Linked DNA regions of Sus scrofa: region 1 is linked to region 2. Evidence: chromatin contacts called from public HiChIP or PLAC-seq data. All regions are on one chromosome and are shown on one strand. Each heading gives the region's core, a stretch centred on a gene start, on an enhancer-like site or on the middle of the called end of the contact. The rest is flanking DNA. Distances are from core to core; before and after follow the strand shown. Region 1 holds the start of TMEM52 (transmembrane protein 52). Region 2 holds the start of CDK11B (cyclin-dependent kinase 11B).

Region 1 (3,417 bases), core at 721-3,220, 150 kb after region 2:
CCCTCCCCGAGCCCCTTCCTCTGTGTGGAGACCACTTAGGTACCAACTTTATTCTCTCCCCAAAAAGCAGCGGACGTCACAGCAGACCCTTAGCCCTGTGGGGCCTTCTCTGGGCTGAGGCTGGGCCGGGGGCCAGGGCTGAGCGTAGCAGCCTGTGCGCGCGCGCGTGTGGCCAACACAGGGCTGGCTGGCTCGGCTGCCCAGCGTCACACAGCAACGAGGCCAGGGCTGCAGCACTGTGCTGGATGGTGGCCTTCCTGGGGGAAGGATGGTGGGGGTGGGTTGGGGGTCCCCAGCTCCAAGAGCCCTGGCACAGTCCCCTGTGAGCACAGAGGCTGGTGGCAGGGGGAGGCTCAGGGGGCTTTCCCGTCCCCTCCGGGGGGCACCAGGGCTACAGCCAGGGTTGCCAGGCACCATGGTCCAGTTCCTGGGGCCTGCAGGAGTCTCTAGGCATGAGGCCCCAGGGAGGGGGCTGGCTCTTCCTGTCTGGTCTTGGCCATCCTGATGGCCTCATCGTAGGAGGGTGGCAGGTCGGGGGCGTGCGGGCTGTAGGCAGGAGGGGTCAAGAAGTCGAGGTCCGACTCCCCAAAGGGCAGGGGCAGCCGTGTGCTCAGCGGGTACTGCACGGAGCTGTAGGCTGCAGGGAACCAGAACGGTGTGTGGCTGGGTCTGGCCCTCGCCAGCCCCCTAGCACCCCTGCAGGCAGGAGGGCCACCAGGGGAGGTCTGCAGGCACTCACAAGTCACAGTGCTGTGCACAGGGCTGTCACTGTCCAAGCGGATGGCCGTCAGGTCGCAAGGCTGAGGGGCTGGTGGCAGGTGTGGCTGGGTGTGCGCCCGCTTCCGGAGACAGCAGAACCGGACGCAGCTGGCCGTGACCCCGCACAGCAGCAGCAGAAGGACAGTGAGCAGGATGAGCCTGGGCAGGGAGGAGCAAGGCCCTACCACTGGACTGACCCCTGGCCACTCCTGGGGCCGGGGCAGGGGGTCACAGCCCAGGCGCTCAAGAGAAGGCAATGCGCAGGATAAAAGAAAGCCAGGGACTGTCTCTGCAGGCCAGAGACCTCCTTCCTGGCCAGAGCTGGGCCTGAGGAGCCGGCCCATCCTGGCCTCCTGCTGCTGGGCTGGCCCTGGCTGTCTCTCCAGGCTGGCCACAAGTGGCCTTGGGCTCACTCCCAGGACACCCTGTCCCAGGCTGACTGCACAATACTGTGCCCAGACTAACGACCGTGTTCACAGGGGCCTCCCACAGGGGCCGGGAATGAGGGAGTGGGAGCTGGGCAGCAGGTTAGGAAGGGAAGCTCGCCCAGGGCCCTGGGTGGGGGATGGGGGGTGGGGGAGGCGGGAGTTGTCTTCAGTCCTGAGGACCCACAGCGGAGGTCACCCCTGATGCTGGGGGAGGAAGGCGGGGGGTGGGGGGGTGGACCTGCGAGGCTGCCGAGGGCCCCACTGCCTTCCCGTCAGCGGCCCAGGATGGGGACAGAGACAGGCAGGGTGGGGGTCTGGTGGGCTTGGCCCGGGGTGAACCCGCGCACCTGGGTGTGCGCCGCGACCTCCACTTACCCCACGTGCCACAGGCTGCTCCAGCGGGCCTGGGGCGGGCACCTGCGGGACAGCAGCACCTGGAGCAGGCGGGGCGGGGCCCGGCCGACCGCCCGGCCCGAACCTCCCCACCCCCGCCCGGGGAGGGGCCGGAACGCTGCTCCCTCCTTCCACCCCAATCCCCCAACTTACTGGTCCGAGGGGTCGCAGCTGCCTTCCGCGAAGCTCAGCGCCACCTGTGGGGACAGGGATGCGTCCGGGCCGGGGCGCGCCAAGCGCAGACCCGCCCCATGGTGCCCTAGTCGAGCGCCCGGCGACCCACCTGCGGCAGCGGCAGGAGCGGCGGCAGCAGCAGGACCCCTCGGGAAGCCGGCGGCCCAGCGAACATGCTCGGCGCCGACGGGAACGCGAACCGGGCGGCCTCGCTGCTTTATAGGAGCCCCGCCCCAGGCCACGCCCAGCGCAAGACACCGCCCTCGGGAGACCCGTCCATTGGAGGGCTGGCCGCGTCGCTTTGCCCAGATGCCCCGCCCCAATCCTCTGCCCAAGGTTAGCCGCGCCCCCTAGAGGCCCCTCCCACTCGGGCTCTACCTCCTGGACACGCCCGATTCCCCCGCCCCCAAATCCCCCGCGCCTCGGCCCTACCCTGGAGCCTGGGTCCACGCGGAGGAGGGCAGTTTTGTCCTGGCATCCGGTAATCGGGTTCCAGGTGGGCCGGGGCGCCCCTCGGACATTTGTGGCCGGGTCTGTACGGGGTGTGGGGCTGGGGGGGGCTGGGGGACAGAACACACGTGGCCCACACCCCAGGGTTCCAGGTGAAGGCTAACAGAGGTCAAGACGCTGGGGCACTCGCCGCCCTCTGCCCTTTTCTCCATCACCTGGTGGTCGGGCTGAGGGAAGTGCAGAGTGGTCTGCCTGTTCTGGGGGCGTGGGAGAAGCTACCCCGGCGTGTCTGTCTGCTTGGCGCTCTCAGGGGTCTCTACCTGCATCTCCCCAGTGGAGATGCCTGGATCTACTCTCATGCCTGGATCTGCCAGGTACCTGCTCCTGTCTCTGCCTGAAGCTGTCCTGCACCTCTGGGCTGTGCCAGGGCCCCCAGGGCCCCTTCTGCCCACCCTGCTCCAGCTAGGCCAGCTGAGCTTGGCTCCTGGCCATCCTTCGTCCTCCTCCTGCCTTGGAGCCCAGCTCAGGAGCGGGACGGAGGAGGATGGGCAGAAGTCCAGCCAGCATGGCAGGGCCTTGGCCAGGGAGTACCAGGGTGCGCTAGCAGGAGAGCCAGGCCAGGGTTATTTTTATTTATTTATTTGGGGCTATGTACGTGCAGTCGCTTGATGTGAGATCTCAGTTCCCAGACCAGGGGTTGCCCCCCTGGGCCACAGTGATGAAAACTCTGAGACCGCCAGGGACTGCCAGGCTGGGGTTTAGAGGAGAGCGGCCTGCCCCTCCTGCGGGCCTGCCTGCCGAGGAGGCAGGGGCCATGGGCCACAGGCAGGACTTCCTCCTGGGGCCCAGCCCGGGCTGCAGGACCCTGCCCTCTCTTCTCCTCTGGTGAGAGAGCCCCCGGTGAGGGTTAGGAAAGGACTAGCCAAGCCCTGCAAAATGCTCTGTGTGGCCACTGTCCATGACTCAAGGTTAGGAGGGTGATAGACCTCCTGGCACCGAGGGCCCTGAGGAAGGGGGATGATGGCAGGCGGCTCCAGGCCGATGTCCTGAAGCCCCTGAAGCCCGAGCCCAGGAAAGGCCCAGACACACCTTGTCCTCTCCTGCCAGGGAAGGCTCAAAGTGCTCTGCTGGTGGCTGGCATGGGGTTGGGGCTGGCAAGTGGGTGTGCTGGGCGGTGCAAAGGTGCCAACCTGGGCGGGCTTGGGGTTCTCAG
Region 2 (3,622 bases), core at 96-2,595:
CTTCACATCAGTTTATCATTTGATAAATGGTAAGAAAACCACCTGCAAGACAGCATCATCTGGGGATGAAATAGGACCATCCAGGTGAAGCTTACAGCTCAGCACATGGCCTTCCCCATGCACTGTTTTTGCCCTCAGGAGACTGTTGTTAGACCACCTGGGTTGGGGTGAGGACTCAGCTAACCCCTATTAGGTTTTTCTGCTTAGCCGACAGAAGGTGTGACCAGCTTGATAGTCTCCCCACAGGCTCGGCTTGTCCTGAGAACATTCCACAGCAATTTGCTATCATTCCTGTGACCTTTAGAGTATCCTGTCTCCAGGACTGAGTCACCTGGGGAAGGCCAAGGACTCAGCAGCTCTGCCTGCTCCCAGGATGAGGAGTTTGGCAGACTCTTTGTCACCATCCCCATCCCACACCCCCTTGTCACAGAAGAAACAACAGCCAGGGCACTTTCTAGGGTAGTGACTGTGCTAAGCCAGTGGTGAGCCCCTTAGATTCCCAGTCTCAGCCAACCTCCCTGATTTGCATCTCAGCTTTGACTTTAACACTTCCTAGAATGGGGCCCTGGGCTTCCTTTGCAAAAGCTCCTGGCCCCCAGTCATTGCCCAGCATTCAGAAAGAGCCAAGGGGGATCCCCCTCTGGCACATGGCTATGATGTCCGACAGGGGCCTGGCTCCAGGAAAAATGCAGACAAGCTCTACTCACAGACCTCTGCTCTCCTGAGATTGAGGCCCCGGGCTTACAGTTTGGAATACAACCAGTGAAGGGTTTTTTATCGTTTGTATTTTTTTAAAGTAAACTTGATACTTTCATTGCTAATTTAAAAATAAGTGGCTTTATACTCATTGTGAAAACAAAAACAAAAACAAAAACAGGCCACCTGGGCTGCGCGAGCCTCTGGCCGACTCGACGGCTGCTGCCCCATTACAGGACACGGGGAGGCTGGGGATGGGGGGCTCCAAAGGCGCGCTCGCAGACCGGGCGGCGGGGTCCTGGCTTCTGGGGTTCAGTCGCGTTAACCCGGGGTTCGACACGGCAGGGGTGGGCTCAGGGAGAGTCTTGGCCCGCCGCCTCCTCAACCCCGAGTTCCGCCCGCGGCCCGATGGGACGAGGAAGCGCGGCATGTAGACCGCCCCGGTCACGCGCCCCAGGCCCACCGGGACCCGAGAGCTCGGGTGAGCTGGTCGCGCCAAGTCCCCCTGCCCGCCCCGCCCCGCCACTCACCCGCCGCCGCCGCCGCCGCCGCCGATCCCGGAGCCTGAGAAGAAACAGCGCCCGGCGCGCGCCAGAATGGTCGTCACTTCCTGTTTCGGCGCGGGGATGATGACGTAGGAGGGCAGGCCCCCGCCGCCGGCTCAGGACCCAGCGGGGTACCCAGCGGGGTGCCCAGCGCGCGCCTGCGCGTCACGGCCCGCGTCGACGCCCACCGGTGACGACACCCGGGCCCTGGCCCGGCCCGGCGCGGCTGCGGCGGCTCGTCCCTCCCTGATCCTGGGCGAGCGCGGCGCTCGGGAAGGACCCTGAGTGCTGCTGTAGCGGACTCCGAGTTTTCCGATATGGAGACAGAAGTCTTGCTCGACCTCGCGCAAAACCGGGGCGAGGAGTTTCCCTGTGACGCAGCGGGTTAAGGACCCGGCGTTGTCGCCGGTGTGGCTGCCGGTTGGACCCCCGCGGGGAACGTCCACGTGCCGCAGGCCTGCCGGAGCAAGGACGTGTTTTAAAGCTGGGCTGCGGCTGGGGGTCCTCAGACCTCTTACTCAGATCGGCTTGAGAAGGTTTTTAAAGCCCTGAGATCCCAAGGCTCCTCCTGTGACCAGCTGAAGCTCGTAGAATGCCGTCCTCTTGCCCAGCTCATTACTCTGCAGACTTTTGTGGTCACGGAGAAATGGTAGCTCGACATTTTGGATCTCAGATCTCAAGAAAGGGAATGAAAAACAAACATTCACATTCACTGTCTCGGCGCGGGCAATGTAGACTGTGACGAGGGATTCAGGCCCAAAAAGGGCTCGTGGGCTTGAATTCTCTCCCCTCTGGGAGGGGGTGTTTGCTTGGTTTCCTGAGTTTCTGCAGACAGGGGAACAAACCTTCACTTTTTTCACTCCTTTCATGCTGAAAAGGGGTGAGGGCAGTAAGGAAGCCCCCTTGTTCATTTCAGTAGGGCAAGCATTTGAGAACTACACAAAGAAAAGAAGTACACATTTAACATTTATTTTACTTTTGCAGACCAAGAGCCTTAGATAGTTGCTTAATTTAGTGGCTTACTTCAGACAAAAATAGCCGGGAGGCATCCACAGGATTAATTACAGAGCATCGAGGTATTACTATGGCAGAATTTGCAGTGACTTGAGTTACTTAACAACTACTTTCTGGAAAGAATTGATTTAATCACATAAATACTGAAACAGGTGAAATATAAACCACAGACATCCTGTACAATGTACTTTTAGTTCTCCACAGTTTTGTTTGGTATAAAGCAAATATAATTTGGTTCTGATACAGACAATTACTGGTACAATTTTCAAGTTTCTCAGTGTGGGAGTCACCCTCACTGTGGCCTCCACAGCAGGGCGCCCACAACACACCCTGGCAGGTCCAGACTCAACTCGTACATCTGCAGTCTAGAAACAGCACATGGGTTGGAATGCCAGTTTTCCTCAAATAGAAACTGAAAAACACACAAAGACTTCGCTAATAAGAACAGTTTCCGCCTCAGTTTGGACATCTAGGTATGGATTCAATGGCCATCAAACTCCAAATTGGAGCCCTCGGCAGAACAGGAAGAAGTACTTCAGAGGCAGCAAGCTGGAGGGTTTTACACCCCAAACTGCCCGGGGAATAGCCAACCCTTGGTCAGCACAACCTCCCGACTGCTCTTGGCTCCTCAGCAGAGGCAGAAAAACAGGTAGATCCACCAGGGTTGCTGTGAGGATAAACTCGGAAAAGGAAGAGGTCCCAGAGCTCCCTTGTGGTGCAGAGGGTGAAGGATCCGGCGTTGTCACTGCAGCAGCTTGGGTCCCTGCTGTGGCACGGGTTCAATTCCCGACCCAGGAATTTCCCCATGCTGTTGGGTGTGGCCAAAAAGAATAAGAAGGGGACGAGGAAGAAGAGAAGCAGGAGGAGGAGGAGGCGGAGGTCCCGACCGGGGCACATACACATTTTGGAAAAGAACGGAGCCTTTAGTGACGACACTGGTCAAAAGCAAATGGAAGAGGACTTCCAACTGTGACGGGACCTTCACTTTCCCGACCCAGGGAAAGAGCAAAGATATTTCAGGCACATCACTCGGATGGGCCTCAAGAGATGTGTTGTGTTTCTGTGACAGCCACTGGCCGTCACTAACCCGGTGCCACGCCGGGAAGCAAAGCCCACTCACTAGGTTGGGGAAGAGTACTTCCCGCACAGCTGCATTCAGCTGATGGTCTTTGTGCAGCACTTTTTGTTTGATTCGTCATGTTTATTTGTCCCAAATTAAAGACACATTTTGGATTTTGCAAGAGTATGATCAGCTTTCCAAGGCGGATTATATTAATGCTGATGTGCAGGAAATTATGACTATTGAAATTTTTTTCAAAAAAGCTTTTTATGCCACTCAGTAGTGGAAATTTCCTTGAAAGCTAGAC

The links. HiChIP or PLAC-seq counts read pairs in DNA pulled down with a chosen protein or histone mark.
Region 1: an H3K27ac HiChIP or PLAC-seq map of skeletal muscle shows a contact between it and region 2. The contact joins the promoter of TMEM52 here to the promoter of CDK11B in region 2. A contact is called at or near these places in 1 of 5 promoter capture datasets (fetal liver) and 1 of 2 datasets of contacts at active chromatin or transcription factors (skeletal muscle).

The regions. Positions count from the first base shown.
Region 1 is chr6:63,972,342-63,975,758 of Sscrofa11.1, forward strand. TMEM52 (transmembrane protein 52) reads right to left here and starts at 1,971. Exons shown (of 5, transcript XM_021095198.1): 1 at 1,864-1,971; 2 at 1,734-1,777; 3 at 1,563-1,604; 4 at 740-867; 5 at 1-637. The coding sequence starts at 1,929. The coding sequence ends at 447.
Region 2 is chr6:63,818,615-63,822,236 of Sscrofa11.1, forward strand. It overlaps CDK11B (cyclin-dependent kinase 11B), which reads right to left and starts at 1,346. Exons shown (of 19, transcript XM_021097470.1): 1 at 1,227-1,346. SLC35E2B (solute carrier family 35 member E2B) reads right to left here. Exons shown (of 10, transcript XM_021097474.1): 10 at 2,190-3,622.